Linked DNA regions of Ovis aries: region 2 is linked to region 1. The links are chromatin contacts, called in public Hi-C maps. All regions are on one chromosome and are shown on one strand. The core of a region is the stretch at or near the end of the contact, and the rest is flanking DNA. Distances in the headings are between cores, read along the strand shown. Region 1 overlaps ITPKB (inositol-trisphosphate 3-kinase B). Region 2 holds the start of ITPKB (inositol-trisphosphate 3-kinase B).

The links. A called contact is a pair of places that touch in the nucleus more often than the background predicts.
Region 2: a contact with region 1 is called in a Hi-C map of blood, with 2.2 times the contacts expected there. The contact joins the promoter of ITPKB here to the enhancer-like site in region 1. A contact is called at or near these places in 3 of 16 Hi-C or Micro-C datasets (blood and skin fibroblasts).

The regions. Positions count from the first base shown.
Region 1 is chr12:28,946,420-28,953,557 of ARS-UI_Ramb_v3.0, reverse strand. The region is part of intron 2 of ITPKB (inositol-trisphosphate 3-kinase B); the gene reads left to right. Among named protein-coding and RNA genes, the nearest start is that of ITPKB, 77 kb to the left of the region's middle. Within about 2 kb of position 2,622, at least 20 of the 54 cell types and tissues checked have an H3K27ac peak or open chromatin away from gene starts, as enhancers often do.
Region 2 is chr12:29,023,893-29,031,030 of ARS-UI_Ramb_v3.0, reverse strand. ITPKB (inositol-trisphosphate 3-kinase B) reads left to right here and starts at 3,860. Exons shown (of 8, transcript XM_015099179.3): 1 at 3,860-4,148; 2 at 5,494-7,138. The coding sequence starts at 5,708. LOC132657459 (a long non-coding RNA gene) reads left to right here. Exons shown (of 3, transcript XR_009595671.1): 3 at 1-302.

The sequences.
Region 1 (7,138 bases), core at 1,373-3,872:
CCTCACCAAGGCTGGGCCACAACTGGTAGTTCCAAGTGCCAGGCACCCTGAGTTCTAAATTCTGCTCTGATTTGAAGCCCATCAGAGCCTGTTCTGTTCGGCCATGACCCAGTGATGTCCCACCTCTCTGGTTGAGGAGGCTGGGCCTGGTTGTGTGGCTCAGAAATCCTGGGTTCTCCTTCAGCTTCCCTAAGTAACCACTGAGCCACCTCTTGCCTCCCTCTCCCTGGCTACTAATCTAATCAGAGAGGGCACCTTTCTTCGAGTGTTTTATTTTATCCTTTAGACCTAAATGGCCATGTCTCACCTTGCCTGTGGGGTGGGTGGTGTTCAAAGCATTCCCCTTGTCCTCCCACATCATCCTCCCTACAGTCCGAGAGGCAGGGTGGTGCTGTGCACTGTCTGCAGATGAGAAATAGAAACTCAGGGGGGTAAGTGACTTGACCGTGTTGCATGGCAGTGAGTTGAGGTCCTAAGGCATCCTTGGAGCATGATCCCCTTCGTCTGTCATCCAGAAACTCAACTTGAATGCTGTCGGAGGCCAGGCAGGTAATGCAGTGAATACCCGGTGACAGGTGACAGAAGGCCCATCTCAAGGTGTGGAGTTAGCTCTAGTCCACAGATGGTCATCACCCCAAATGGGGCGGGGGGTGGGGGTCGCGATGTGAAGCACAGTATTTCAAAGAAAGCTGGAAATCTGGATGTTTGTGTGAAATGTCCTGATTTTTAAATGTTGGCAACTAGTTTCAAACAAAACAAATTGTTGGCAAAGAAAGCGAGTCTGCTGGCCACTGGCTGGAAGCGTGGCCCTGCGTCCTCCAGCCACTCAGTGGCTTTCCTCTGGGTCTGGTTTGGGGCTGAGGGGGAACTCCACTGCCTAATTTCCCCAGCCAAGGGTTTGGGAAGTTGGGGAAGAGGAAACTGTCCCAGGAGCTGCCGGTCCATCCACGCCCTGCTGGCCAAGCACCCTGTAAATAGCTCATCTGCTTGCATTCCCAGGGCAAATACTTTCCATTTTCCTCTTGGGTCACCGTGAATTCTGGGGTTCTCTGGCAGTTTATTGCCTCGCTTCCTTTTCCAAAGATTGAAATGACGGCGGCTTGAAAATATTTTCTCCATTTGGGTTTTTCCTTGGTGACCTCACTCAGAGACAGATGTGCCCTAATAATAGCATCAAAAATTGAGGGGGATAGATGAGCCAGCTGGTTCTGTTCCCTAGAAGTTATGTTACAGTTCCCAAATGTGGGCTATCCCCAGGGACCTGGGGTGGAGGCAGAGCCTGTGACAGGGCCGGGGTCACCGTGAGACTCCAGAGTGCCCCCCCTCTCTGGGACAGAGTCCCTGCAGCTGTGTTGAGGCTCTCACGCCTAGTCCGGGCTCCCAGCTCAGCTGCTGGGCTCCCGGCACTCGGCAGGTGGACAATGCAAAGAAGGTTTGCGCTTGGCCTGGATTGGCAGACAAAGCGCTTTCTCAACTCCTGCCTTTTCCCTGTGCCCAGAGGCTTGGAACTTGGCGAGACCTAAGCCCAGTCTGTCTGGAGCAGCCAGTCTTCCAAGGGTCTCTCTGGTTGCTTTGGCTCAGGCCGGCTGGCTGGAAGGACCCTCGGTCATTAAGCCTGTTTCTCAGCTTCTGCCATCTGAGAATACGTTTTCCAGACAACCCACTTGCATCTCTCAATAACGTTTCACTTCCCCCGACTTAGTTGGAAGGGGCTGGAAACACATCTAAGGGAATCAGAAGCATTCCGTTAAGCCGTGTCAGCAAGAAGGGGGACTTTTGTAGCTCAAGCTTTGAGGCAGAGGGTGGGGTGTCCCTTATATAGAAAACCTTTCACCATCCATATGCAGGTGCTGGTGCTGGGTTGTGGGTTAGCTCCTCTGTGCATCTGAGGGAGAAGCTGGGAGAGACTGGCAGAAGCTGGCTTTCAGTTCCGTTCAGTCGCTCAGTTGTGCCTGACTCTTTGGGACCCCACGGACTCCAGCACACCAGGTTTCCCTGTCCGTTACCAGCTGCCCGTGTCTTCACACAGGAGATCCCCAAGGCAGTGTTAGGATCCCTTCCCTGTGTAACTTAATTATCCCAAGAGCTGCTGTTAAATACTTCAGTGTGTTAATGCATTGTAGCCCAAAGCAGAAAAGTGAAGGAAACAGTTGTGGGGTGTGTGGGAGACCCCCCTGAAGTTGGGCATGTGAGGGATTCATGGGCTACCAGGGATGGGAGTTGGGGTAGGAGCCCCAGGTCTGTCCCCTGATTGGGATCCAAGCCTGGCTGAACCCCTTGGCCCCTGGGGGCTGCTCAGGGAATGAGAGGTGCCCTGGGAGGCTCCTGCTATGCAGTAAAGTGCTAAGTAAGCACTCAGGGCTCCAGTTGACAGAGATGGCGATGAGTCAATCTGTTTATGAAAATCACACATACCGACAGACGTCAGGATGACCCGGGGGACAGCTGCACTCTGATAGCTGACAAGTCTTGCTCATACTTGGGGGTTCGCTGGTGTGTCTTTCTGGCAACCCATTTCCTGTGCCTCCAGCAGTCTGCACGTGAACAGATGCATGACTGCCTCACTGAGACAGGCCTCTACCCAGAGCAGCCCTGGTCGGGAGAGGGAGGCTGGGTGACTCAGAGCTCTGCCTCAGCTCTGTTGGGCAGGGCCGCTGCAGTTGGGTTCCGAGCCTCTGCAAGCCCGCCTTCCTATTTGCTGAGCGCCGCTCGGCCACAGGCAAATCAGTGTCATCCGTCAGAAACATGAATTGCACCCGTGTGTCTTGCTTGGAAATATTTTCTAAATATAGCTAAATATTTGATACTGCACATGATTTGTTCTCATGTGGTATTCACGCTCTTCCTGAAAAGTTTCCTTGTTAGAAATGCCTTCAGTGGGAGTTCCCCCAAAATCTGACTTTGGAGTCAGTCCAGAGTATCCCCTTTTGACCAACACCTTTACAAGTGCTTTCTGGGGTCTCAGAAACTACTTGAACAGTAGTGTTTAATTTGTGAATGTTCTTCCCTAGAGAAGAAAACTTTTATCCAGCTGAGGAGTGAGGAGTTCTTGTCTCTTCTAGTCATACTATGTATACAGTAGGATCCTCAGGTTCTTAAGTTTATAACCAGAAGATTTCAGTCTCAGAGCATCTTTGAGAAAATACAGGGAGAAGCTAACGCAGGAGAAGCTTGTTTCCATAAGCAGCACTGTTGTGCTTGTGAGCACTGGAGGGAGAAAAGAGGACATTTTCCATTCTTCCACATTTTGTGGAAAACTTCCTTTCCAATTCCTGGCCTTCTAAATGTCATCTTCTAGAAAGGAGAAGGGGCTTCCCACGTGGCGCTAGTGGTAAAGAACCCTCTTGCCAGTGCAGAAGACAGACGTCAGAGACTCAGGTGCGATCCCTGGATCGGGAAGATCCCCTGGAGGAGGGCATGGCAATCCACTTCAGTGTTTTTGCCTGGATAAATCCCATGGACAGAGGAGCCTGATAGGCTACAGTCCACAGGGTCACACAGAGTCAGACATGACTGAAGCGACTTAGCACGCCAAAAAGAGAAGGGGCAACAGAGGATGAGATGGTTAGATGGCATCATTGACAGTGGACATGAATCTGAGCAAACTCTGGGAGATAGTGAAGAACAGGGGAGCCTGGCGTGCTTTAGTCCATGGGTTGCAAAGAGTCAAACACGACTTAGCAACTGAACAACAGCAAAGCGTGGGGTGAAGAAGTCTGTTTCCACATGGGCCACCTATCGGAGCTGCCTGGGGCCTGTTGCCTGGGAACAGGCAGAGTGACTTCTTTCACACCTTGGGTCCCTGGGGGAAGACTGGGGTGGTGAGAGGGAGGGTCAGCAGTGAATAGAGGAACTGCTGGTGGTTGCTGGGCAAGGGTGCCTCTCATACCCGTCCTAGAAGGGCTCCTGGGAGTTCTGGACTTCCAGGAAGTCTCTGCGTAAGGAAAGAATCGACCTGTTCCTGGGGACCCACTGCCTGATGTCTGTGGCCTTCACCCTCTGCACTTTCCTCTTGGAAAGGTGGCCTCCGAAGGCCAGGGCTGGGGTGGAGAAGGAGGTGATCAGACCCTGCTGAGCCAGTGCAGAACCCCCTTCTGTGTGCTTCATCCCGTGGACAGGCTTCTGCCCTCAGGAGGCTTACAGACCAGACTGGACACACGAGAGGTTTGCAGTACTCCTCTCTACTGAGGGCTTCTTCTGTAGCAGGCACTGCGTAGAGAGACTTTAATGCAGAAAATAACCCTGCCGGGTAGGTGGTATTCCCATTGTAAAAATAAGGAGGAAACTGAAGCTCAGAGAGGTTTGATAACTTGCTTAATACCACCAGCCAGGAATAACAGGATCTAAACCTGGGTTTATCTGGCTATAACGGTACATGTTACAGATGACCAATGAGGCCACCTAGCAGAAGGATGGACAGCTTGGACCCTGAAGCCAGACTGCCTGGGTTCATATCTTAGCTTTGTCATTTACCATTTGTAATTGGGCAAGTTGCATTCTTGGGCAAGTTGCTTAATCTCTGTTTCTCAGTTTTCCCATCTGTGAAATGGGCTAATGAAATGACTGAGGTGACAGGTTGAGATGCTTGTATTATGTATGCATAATACTTACAAAGCACTTAGCATTGTGTCTAGCTGTAGCAAACACTCGAGCATGCCTGCATGCGTGCTCAGTCATATCTGACTCTTTGCAACCATATGGACTGTAGCCCCCCAGCCTCCTCTGTCCATGGGATTTTCTGGAGAAGAGGAATGGAGTGGGTTGCCATCTCCTCCTCCAGGGGCTCTTCTCCATCCAGGGGTCGAACTAGCATCTCCTGTGTCTCCCGCATTGGCAGGAGGATTCTTTTACCACTGAACCACCTGGGAAGCCTAAACACTAGAGACATACCACGTATTTATGTGTGCTCTTGGCTCCACCCCACTGCCTGCCCAACCTTACATCCCAGAAGCTGAGAAGGAGGGACTGGGCTGAAGGAGGGGTGTTGGAGCTGTGGTTGTCCTGACTGGTCCCTGTGAGGAAGTGGCTCCGGGAGGGGCACTGGGGGTGCTCAGCCTTCAGTGCCAATTGTCTGTTGACCAGTAAAGACCTCAGTAAATTTCCACCCTCTGCAACTTGGCCTTGTTTTTTGCATTTTAACCAAAGTAAAAATAAAATCTCTGGGGAGGGGTGGACGAGGCGACGGGAGGGACGGGAGGGAAGGGACCTGTGTGTTGCGGGGCAGCCCCCACCAGCTAGGCAGGGCCCCGGGTGCCCTTTCCCAGAGGAAAGGCTGAACCTTTCTGTCCTGTGAGCTTTGTCCATTAGGAAGTCAGCTGCTCGAAGCTGCTACCCCCACCCCCAGGGCTCTTCCCCGGCCCCCTGACCACTCCCTGCTTCCTGCAATTGTTGGCTCGCCCCAGCCTCTGCTTCTGCGGCCCCAGCAGGCTCCTGGTGGGAGAGGTGGGCTAGGCCCCTGCGCACCAAAGCATTTCCTATGCTTTCAGCTGCTTCCCCTGTCTTGCCTCTTTCCTCTAGCGCTCCATTATTTTTAGTTCTTAAGAGGATGAAGTCCAGGAGGGAGGAGGAAAGAGGAGCCAAGCCTGTGACCTTCTCAATCAGAGATGGAGCATTTGCTGGGGCTGCCTGGTAGGGAGTGTTCAGAGCATTTCCATTTTGGGTGAAGGATACCTCCATTCCTGGGTAACAACAGCAACAAAAGGGTGATTTGGCAAGATTGTGAGCCGGTTGATTGCCAGCTCCCGTAAAGTTAAGAAGAGGGGAGGAGGGTGGATCTGAAAGAATTATTGGTAGAAGTGCTTTCTTCACAAACCACAGTGAAAGAACATCCTCCAGACCTTAATGAGTGCATGTGAAAAGGCCCCTGGGGCCGGGTCGGCTGTGCTGGAGCCTGGTGGTGTGTAGTGAACCCCAGGCAGATTGGACAGGAAATCCCCACAAGTATGCCCCCTGGAGATGTCTCTAGAAAGATCCAAGCTCAAGCACGTGAGTGTAAAGAGGTAGAAGCTGGTTTAGGTCTGTTTCAGCCCCTACGGGACTTCCCCAGTGGCTCAGTGGTAAAGAATCTGCCTCCAGTGCAGGAGATGCAGGTTCGATCCCTGGGTCAGGAAGATCCTGTGGAGGAGGGCACTGCAACCTACTCTGGTATTCTTGCCTGGAGTATCCCATGGACAGAGGAGCCTGGCAGGCTACAGCCCATAGGGCTGCAAAGAATTGGACACGACTGAAGCGACTTAGCATGCGTGCATGTAGTTCCTAGGAGGTGGGATGTAGCAGAACCTCAGTCCTCCCCGTGTGGATGGGTCTGTGAACTTTTCTCATCAGTCACATGGCTGGTTGTATGGTACTCTGCTCTGTCCAGCCTGGGGGGCGTCTAGCAGTGTGAAGACGCACTCCTGGTTCTCCAGAAGCGTACCCTCTGATGGGAGACACAGTACAGCCCAAAAGAATCCCGAAGCTCTCAAAACCTATTCTGCTAGGAGGAGGCTTCCTGGAGTGGTGTGTCGCTGGTCTAAGAAGCTTTATGGAGAAGATAGGGCCACCTCACAGATTCTAGCACTGTCGGCTGGAGCCACAGGTCAAATGTGGATCAAGGAAAGGAGGACAGAGAGCTTTGTGGGCAGAACACCTACATGAGCGAGGACCTTGGGCTGGAGCAGTCGTGGGACGAGAAGATGGCCCTGGGGAATCAGAGAGGGTGGTGAGGAGCCTGCGTGGGCAAGGAGGGCGCACAGATGTCTGGGGTGGCCGCCTGTGCCTGTGGGGCCTTGACCCTGCCTGCAGGTGTTCAGAAAGTGCTCGGTGGGACCTGCCCTGGCCAGCTGGGCCTGGGCAGCCTTGTCGGGCAGGGACTCTGGGTGATGGTCGAGGAGGGAGAGTGGCCATGAGGGCTGACCCCTGTGTGCCACACCAGGTGCTGCCCTGGTCCCCGAACCTGGGCTTCCGGTTGCAACAAGACAAAGGCCATTGCTCAGGAGAGAACAGCTGGGCCACTGCTCAGGGTTTTCCTGGCTTTGGCCAGAATGTGCCACTAGGAGTTGACCGACTGAGGTGGACATCCCTCAGGGAGGGCCAGGCTGAGCTGCACACTCCTGTCGGGAGCTCTGGGTCCTGAGCAGGACCTGCCCTCCAGACCCGG
Region 2 (7,138 bases), core at 2,611-5,110, 76 kb before region 1:
TTTCTTATTTTGTAGTTTTTATTCTATGATTGCATACATCTTTTGTCATGTTTATCCGTATGTATTTCATAGTTTCTGATGCTACGAAAACGTTCAGTATGACTCAGGGAACTCAAACCAGGGCTCTGTAACCACCTAGCGGGATGGGATAGGGAGGGTGGTGGGAGGGATGCTCAAGAAGGAGGGGGCATAGGTATACCTACGGCTGATTCATGTTGATGCCTGGCAGAAACAAACACAATACTGTAAAGCAATTATCTTTCAATTAAAAGTAAATAAAATTTTGAAATGTTATTTTTTAAGTTTTGGTTTCTGACCATTCATTACTAATATGTAGAAACTCAATTGATTATGGTATACTGGTATCCAGCAATCTTGTTGTTATGCCTTAATTATGTACCCTCAAATTTACATGTTGAAGTCTTAATTCCTAGTACCTCAGAATGACCATATTTTGAGATAGGGTCCTTAAAGAGATAATTTAGTTAAAACTAGGTGGGTCCTAATCCAATATGACTGATGGAAGGAGTCCATCACAGGAGGAAATTAGAACACAGACCCACAGAGAGAAGACCACATGAAGGCATATGGGAAAATAGCCACCTAAAAGCCAAGGAGAGAGGCCTTGTAAGAAACCAAGCCTACTAACACTTTGATCTCAGACGTCTTGCCTCTTGAACTAGGAGAAAATAAATTTCTATTGTCTAAGCCACTCAATCTATGGCACTTTGTTACAACAGTCGTAGCAACGAACACACTAAAAAGTTAAGCTCACTTATTAGTTCTAGTAGCTTCTTTGTAGCCTCCATAGGCTGGTCTGCATGCTGCTACTGCTGCTGCTAAGTCGCTTCAGTCGTGTCCAACTCTGTGCAACCCCATAGACGGCAGCCCACCAGGCTGGAACCAGGCTGGGATTCACCAGGCAAGAACACTGGAGTGTGTTGCCATTTCCTTCTCTAATGCATGAAAGTGAAAAGTGAAAGTGAAGAAGTCGCTAAGTCGTGTCCGACTCTTAGCGACCCCATGGACTGCAGCCTACCAGGCTCCCCCGTCCATGGGATTTTCCAGGCAAGAGTACTGGAGTGGGGTGCCATTGCCTTCTCCATAGTCTCCATAGGCAATCATACTGTCAGTCAATACAGTTTTACTCCTTTCTTTCAAATCTGGATGCCTTTTACTTCTTTTTCTCATATAATTGCGCTGACTAGCGCCTCCAGTACAATATTGAATAGATGTGGCAAATTGCTTACCACTTTGTGCTTCAATTTCTTCATACATAAAATGAGGGTAATAATAGTATGTATCTCATAGGATTTTTATAGGGATTGAAATGTATAAATATATATATATATATAATGTGCTTAAAACAGTGCCTGGATAATAGTAAGTACTAAGTGCTATATAACTTTTTTTCTTTATTCATGTAAAATCAAGGGAGGCTACTAGATTCTGCTTCAAGATGCAAGCCAACCATGCTGGCTTCCAGATACGGGTTTTGCTCCATCTTTCCCCTAATCTCTGTCGTTCTTAGTAGCAGTTAGAATTTTAGACTGGTAGCACTATCATTTAGTTCTACTGCCAGTCCAAAGCAGGAATTTCTTCAGTGTGCCACACCTAACTAGTTGCTGGCTGCATTTTAAGCAAGAACTCTTCAGGCTCATTGAACACTCAGGAAGCCTGGCTTTCTCAATTCTAGGGAAGGTCAGTGATATCTGGTGTGTGAGGTGACAGTGAGAGTTCCCAGAGGCTGGAAAGCTAAGGTTCTGTGTTCACTGTATGCATTGTTAGGTCCTCCAGCTGTTTCCACCATAACTTCTGACTGACATGGGTGTTTGCATCTCCTATGATAGGAATAAACTCCATGGAGTGGGTCTTCTGAGAACTGGCAGCTCCTGTTTCTTGTCACTGGGGAAGCGAATTAGGGACAAGGGTAGGGCTGACTTCTATGCCTTAGCAACTGCCCAAGTCCTGAGTCAACACCTGAATAAACTCTAGGATCTTTTTATTTAGCTCCACAGGGGATGTGGGCACCCCTGGTGGCTCAGATGGTAAAGCATCTGCCTGCAAAGTGGGAGACCCGGGTTCAATCCCTGGGTTGGGAAGATCCCCTGGAGAAGGAAATGGCAACCCACTCCAGTACTCTTGCCTGGAAAATTCCATGGACTGAGGAGCCTGGTAGGTCACAGTCCATGGGGTCGCAAAGAATTGGACATGACTGAGCGACTTTACTTCTTACTTCTATAGAGGATGGGACCTGGAGAAGGAAAAGGCTACCCACTCCAGTATTCTGGCCTGGAGAATTCCATGGACTGTATAGTTCCTGGGGTTGCAAAGAGTCAGACAGTACTCAGCGACTTTCGCTTCACTTCACTTCACATAGGGAATGAGAGAGGACTCAGGCTCAGTCTTCTCAACATGGCACATTAAAAAATAAGTGGACTCAGACATCCCTGGTGGGCTAGTGGTTAAGAATCTGCCTTCCAATGCAGGTGACACAAGTTCATTCCCTGGTCTGGGAAGATTTTACATGCCCTGGGCAACTAAGCCCCTATGCCACAATTATTGAAACTCACTCGCCCTAGAGACCACACTCTGCAACAAGAGAAGTCACTGCAATAAGAAGCCCGCACACTGCAACTGGAGAAAGCCTACTCATAGCCACTAAGACCCAGCACAGCAAAAAATAAATAAATAAATAAATTTAATCAAAAACAAGCAGGACTCAACATTGTCTCATTCCTGGGAATTCTTAGCTAGAAGATCTCTTGGTTTCAGATTTAAGATGAGTCTTTTCCTGATGGAGCAGCAGGCTGCTTTTGTCACTTAAACAGTATTGTTACATAAACAATCAAGAGACAGTTTTGCCACAAGCAAAGTTAAAATTTCTGTCTAAATTATAACTAATAGGAATATTAGGACTTATTCAGGCTTTAGCATTTTACATTTCCTGAACCTGGCAGCTGGGTTTTTCCTCTTTCCACTAAATGCTATAGTTTAGGATTTAGGGAATTATGCAAAACACACTTGCAGCACCAGAGCTTAAATGGGTAATATCCCTGCTGGGTAGCATTTACTGATGGTGGGGGAAAATGTCTCTGGAAAGTGATCCAGTTGCAAGAGACTGAGCAGGGGGTCCCAGGCCTTCTTAGTTCCAGGACTATCCTTCTTAAAATAAGTTTGAGAATGAAGTGCAAAAAATATGCCAATGTCACATTTGCTGACTGCATTTAATAACAGAAAAATGTGCACTGCAAAGGCGTGTTTATACAACTCGCAACTGCACTGCAAAACCATTAACAGCTCACAGCCCAACCAGTCTTCCAAAATACAACTGTGATGCATTTAACATCTGCAGTTCTGCAAGGAGGTGCCCACAAAGTACCTTCTTCGAATTTGCATATTTGTGTACAAGAACACAAACCGTTTACGTGAGGCTTTAGCCCGTTTAAAATGCTTAAAAAGGTCCCCATGATTTGCTCTGCTTAAAATGCACACTCAAACTTTATTAAAAACATTTTTCAAAAAGAAAGTTTCATGAAGCTAGCCATCAGCGAGGCTCGATATAGGGGGTGGAAAATGGATCGTATATCTTTAACCCGCAGAAGTTAAAAGGTTTTTTTTTTGTTGTTAGCTAACAATGGAAACTTTTTTTTTTTTTTTTAAGTGTTTCCCTCCCTCGGTCTTGCCAAGCAATAGAAAAAAAAAAAAAAGAAGAAAAGAAAAACTTGTTCCGCTGAGTTCAACCCCAGACAGGCTCACAACTTCCTTCCTGCTTTCCTCCCCCAAGCCCCCGCCTTACTCCCTCCTCCCTCCTCCACCCCCAATCCCCCACTCCCCCGCCCCAACTTTTTTTTTAATCGCACATTGAACAAACACTGAAGTAGCCGGGAGCAGACACTGACAGGGTAGTATCTCCACGGCCCAGAAGGGCGTGCAGGGCCGGCCGGCGTCGCCACTGCCCGGATCTCCCGCCCCTGCCGACCGGTTTCTCTTCTTTCCCACTCCCCCTTTTTTTTGTCTTCCAAACGAAGTGAGGAAATCGTTTCTGAGCTTTTTGAAAAAAGCTTTTAAAGTCATCTTTCACCTATGAGATCTGCGTCCCTGGATCATGTAGTCTGCACAGGACCCGGGAATCTAAGAAACTGCAGGTAAGCTTGGCGACTTTTTAATGGCTTTCGCCTCCAAACCCTCTTTCCCCTCACTGTCTGTTCTGGAGCGAATCTGAGGAATCTGGGATCCGAAAAAGCGCGGAGAGGTGGGCCGGGGAGACGGGCAAGGGGAGGGCGGCATGCCGAGGAGGCACAGGCGAGTTTTCGCCGTCTTTTCTGCTCTTCCGGACCGCTGGCTCTCCGCCGCCTACCCCGGCGCGCTGCAGGCATTCCCGGGCTCGGGCCGCCGGGCGGCCGGCTTGGCGCCGGGCGAGGGTGCCCTGGATGCGGAGAAGCCCTGCCCTCGGCCGCGCGGCCTCGGGGCTTAGAGCGGGACCCTGGGAGGTTTGCAGAGCCGGGGCTCCAGCGCTGCTGCAGCAACGCACACCCATCGGTGTGGGCGCGAGTCCCGAAGCCCGCAGAGGCAGCCGCGTCTTCGGACACGGGGTGTGTGGAGCGCGGACTCGTTGTCCCCACGCGTGCGCGCGCGCGTACACACACAAAACACACATACACGCCCCTCCACTGGGGCGACGGCGGGGTGGGGGTGGGGGGCGGCAAGTATTGGTTCCGGTACAGGGGACGCGCAGCGCCTCGCCACCGGGCGCGCGCAGACGCGCCCACACTCACAAAACACACTTGTTTGGGGGACTGGCGACAAAGCCAGTGCTTAAAATGCCTAGGCTGCCGCCCTGCCGCGCGCCCAGGCCGTCGTAGGCCGAGGGACACAGCATCAAGGCCAGGGTCAGGAAGGTAAACGGCAGGCAAGCAGGGGTCGCCCCAGACCCGGGCGCAGGCAGCGGCCGGGAAAAGCAGGTTCACATCAGCTTTCCTCCGAGTCGGTCCCTGATGGCCAAGAGAAGGTGGAGCGAGGACATCCTGAAGCCCAAGATGGGGAGGGGGGGAGGGAGGAGGCGAAAAGCTGTCCCGTTATAGCCGGTATAGCCAGTGTTTGCAAAGCCGAGGCGACCGCGAGACGGTGGAGAGGGTGTCCTCACTCTCAGAAAGCTCAGAATCTGCCGCGCCCCGCACATAAGTAGTTGTATATCGTTCCCCGCCCGTCCCGCGTGGCTCTGGAGACAACTCTTAGCGTTTGAAATTGGAAGGGACCTTCAAGCGTATCACACACAGCTCATCACATCACCACCGCGCTGGCGACCGAGGGGGTGGGGGGGTGCCCAGGTTCATGTCCTCGCCGTGCCGCACTGCCCCTGTAAATAAGATGTCTAGGGGCACCAGATCCCGGACAGATTGAGGTTCCGTGGCCGGGGGCCCGTCCTAATCCCCTAGCCGTCCCCCACACCCTCCCTCTGGGGTCCTGACTTGTTTCCTTGTTTCTTCACAGCGGCGCTGTTGTTTATGGACCTCTGGGCGGGGGCTGAGCCCGCTGTCTTGCCCCCCGCCCGCCGCCCAGGCCATGCTGCCCCATCTGCGCGCGGAGCCGCTGCCGCCGGGCCTCCGCGGCTGAGCCGGGAGCCGAGAGCCGCGGGAGGAGGAGACGCCGGCGGCAGAGCCGGAACGGGAGCGGCGGCGGCGGACAGCGCGCAGGACCCAGTACTATGGCCATGTACTGCTATGCCCTCAACAGCCTGGTGATCATGAATAGCGCCAACCAGGTGAAGAGCGGCGGCGGCCCTCGGTCCAGCAGCAACGAGACGCCCCCGCCGCCAGGGAGGGCCGTGTTGAGCCCCGGCAGCGTTTTCAGCCCCGGGAGTGGCTCCTCTTTCCTCTTCCCCCCAGCTGAGTCTTTGTCACCGGAGGACCCCGGGAGCCCCCTGGGCTGGCGGAGTGGCCGGCGCAGGCTGAATAGCAGCAGCGGCAGCGGCAGCAGCGTGGGTAGCCCGAGCTGGGCCGGTCGTCTAAGAGGGGAAGGGCAGCAGGTGGTGACCGCCGGTACCCTCTCCCCTCCTGGGCCGGAGGAGGCCAAGAGGAAGCTTCGAATTCTGCAGCGTGAGCTGCAGAACGTGCAGGTGAACCAGAAAGTGGGCATGTTCGAGGCGCACATCCAGGCGCAAAGCTCCGCCACGCAGTCGCCCCGCAGCCCGCGTCTGGGCAGGGCTCGTTCGCCTTCCCCGTGCCCCTTGCGCAGCGTCAGTCAGCCCCCAGGAAGGGTCCCAGTTCAGAGCGAGGAGCGGAGGACCAAGTCCTGGGGGGAACAATGTCCGGAGACTTCTGAGGTCGAATCAGGGAGAAGAGAAGGCTCGCCCAGCGTCCGTCTCTCCAAGGACAAGGAGGGAGTAGTGGCACCTTTTCTCCATCCTGCGGCCCCGTCAGGATCAGGGGCTCAGGGTCCCAGCGCTTCGGAGAGAATGGAGAAGGCGCTCCCTGCCAGACCCCACTGTGGCTCACCCACCGCTATGGAAGTTGACAAGAGGGGCTCTCCTCCGTTGGGAACTCAGAACTCCCGAGCTCCCTCTTTGGGACTGGTCAGAGTGAACTTAACCGTGGACACAGCAGTGGCAGCCCGAGCCACATCCACCGTTCCACACCATCCACACGACCCTGCCTTCATTGAGCCTTCTGAGAGGGCCCATGAACTTGGGGGTGCGCACCCCCTGCAGGCCCTGGCCAAGAGTCAGGGGCAGTCTCTTGGCAGTGAGACAAGCCTGGCCCCAGAGAGGGGCGGACCACGCAGCGGAGAGCCCCCTGAGAAGGTGGGGAGAGGAACTCTGTCCGGTGGCATGCCAGGCTCCCGGGCGCCTGGGGCTGACGGAAGGCCAGAGGAGAGGACTGGGAGCGCACAGAGTCCGGCGGAGCTCCCTGAGGCTCCGACCTGGTCCAGGCAGGGTTCCAGAGGCTCTGCGGGGGCACAGAGTGCGGCCCAAGGGGTCAGGGAGGCACTGCTGGCCTGTGACAGAGTGGATGAAGGGTCCGCAACGCTGGGCTTGCTTGGGGGCAGCAGCTCAGCGCAACCAGGGACCCCGGAGGTGGAGGCGGGAGTTCCCTCTGGCGGAATGCTGGAGCCTTTGCCCTGCTGGGAAGCAGCAAAA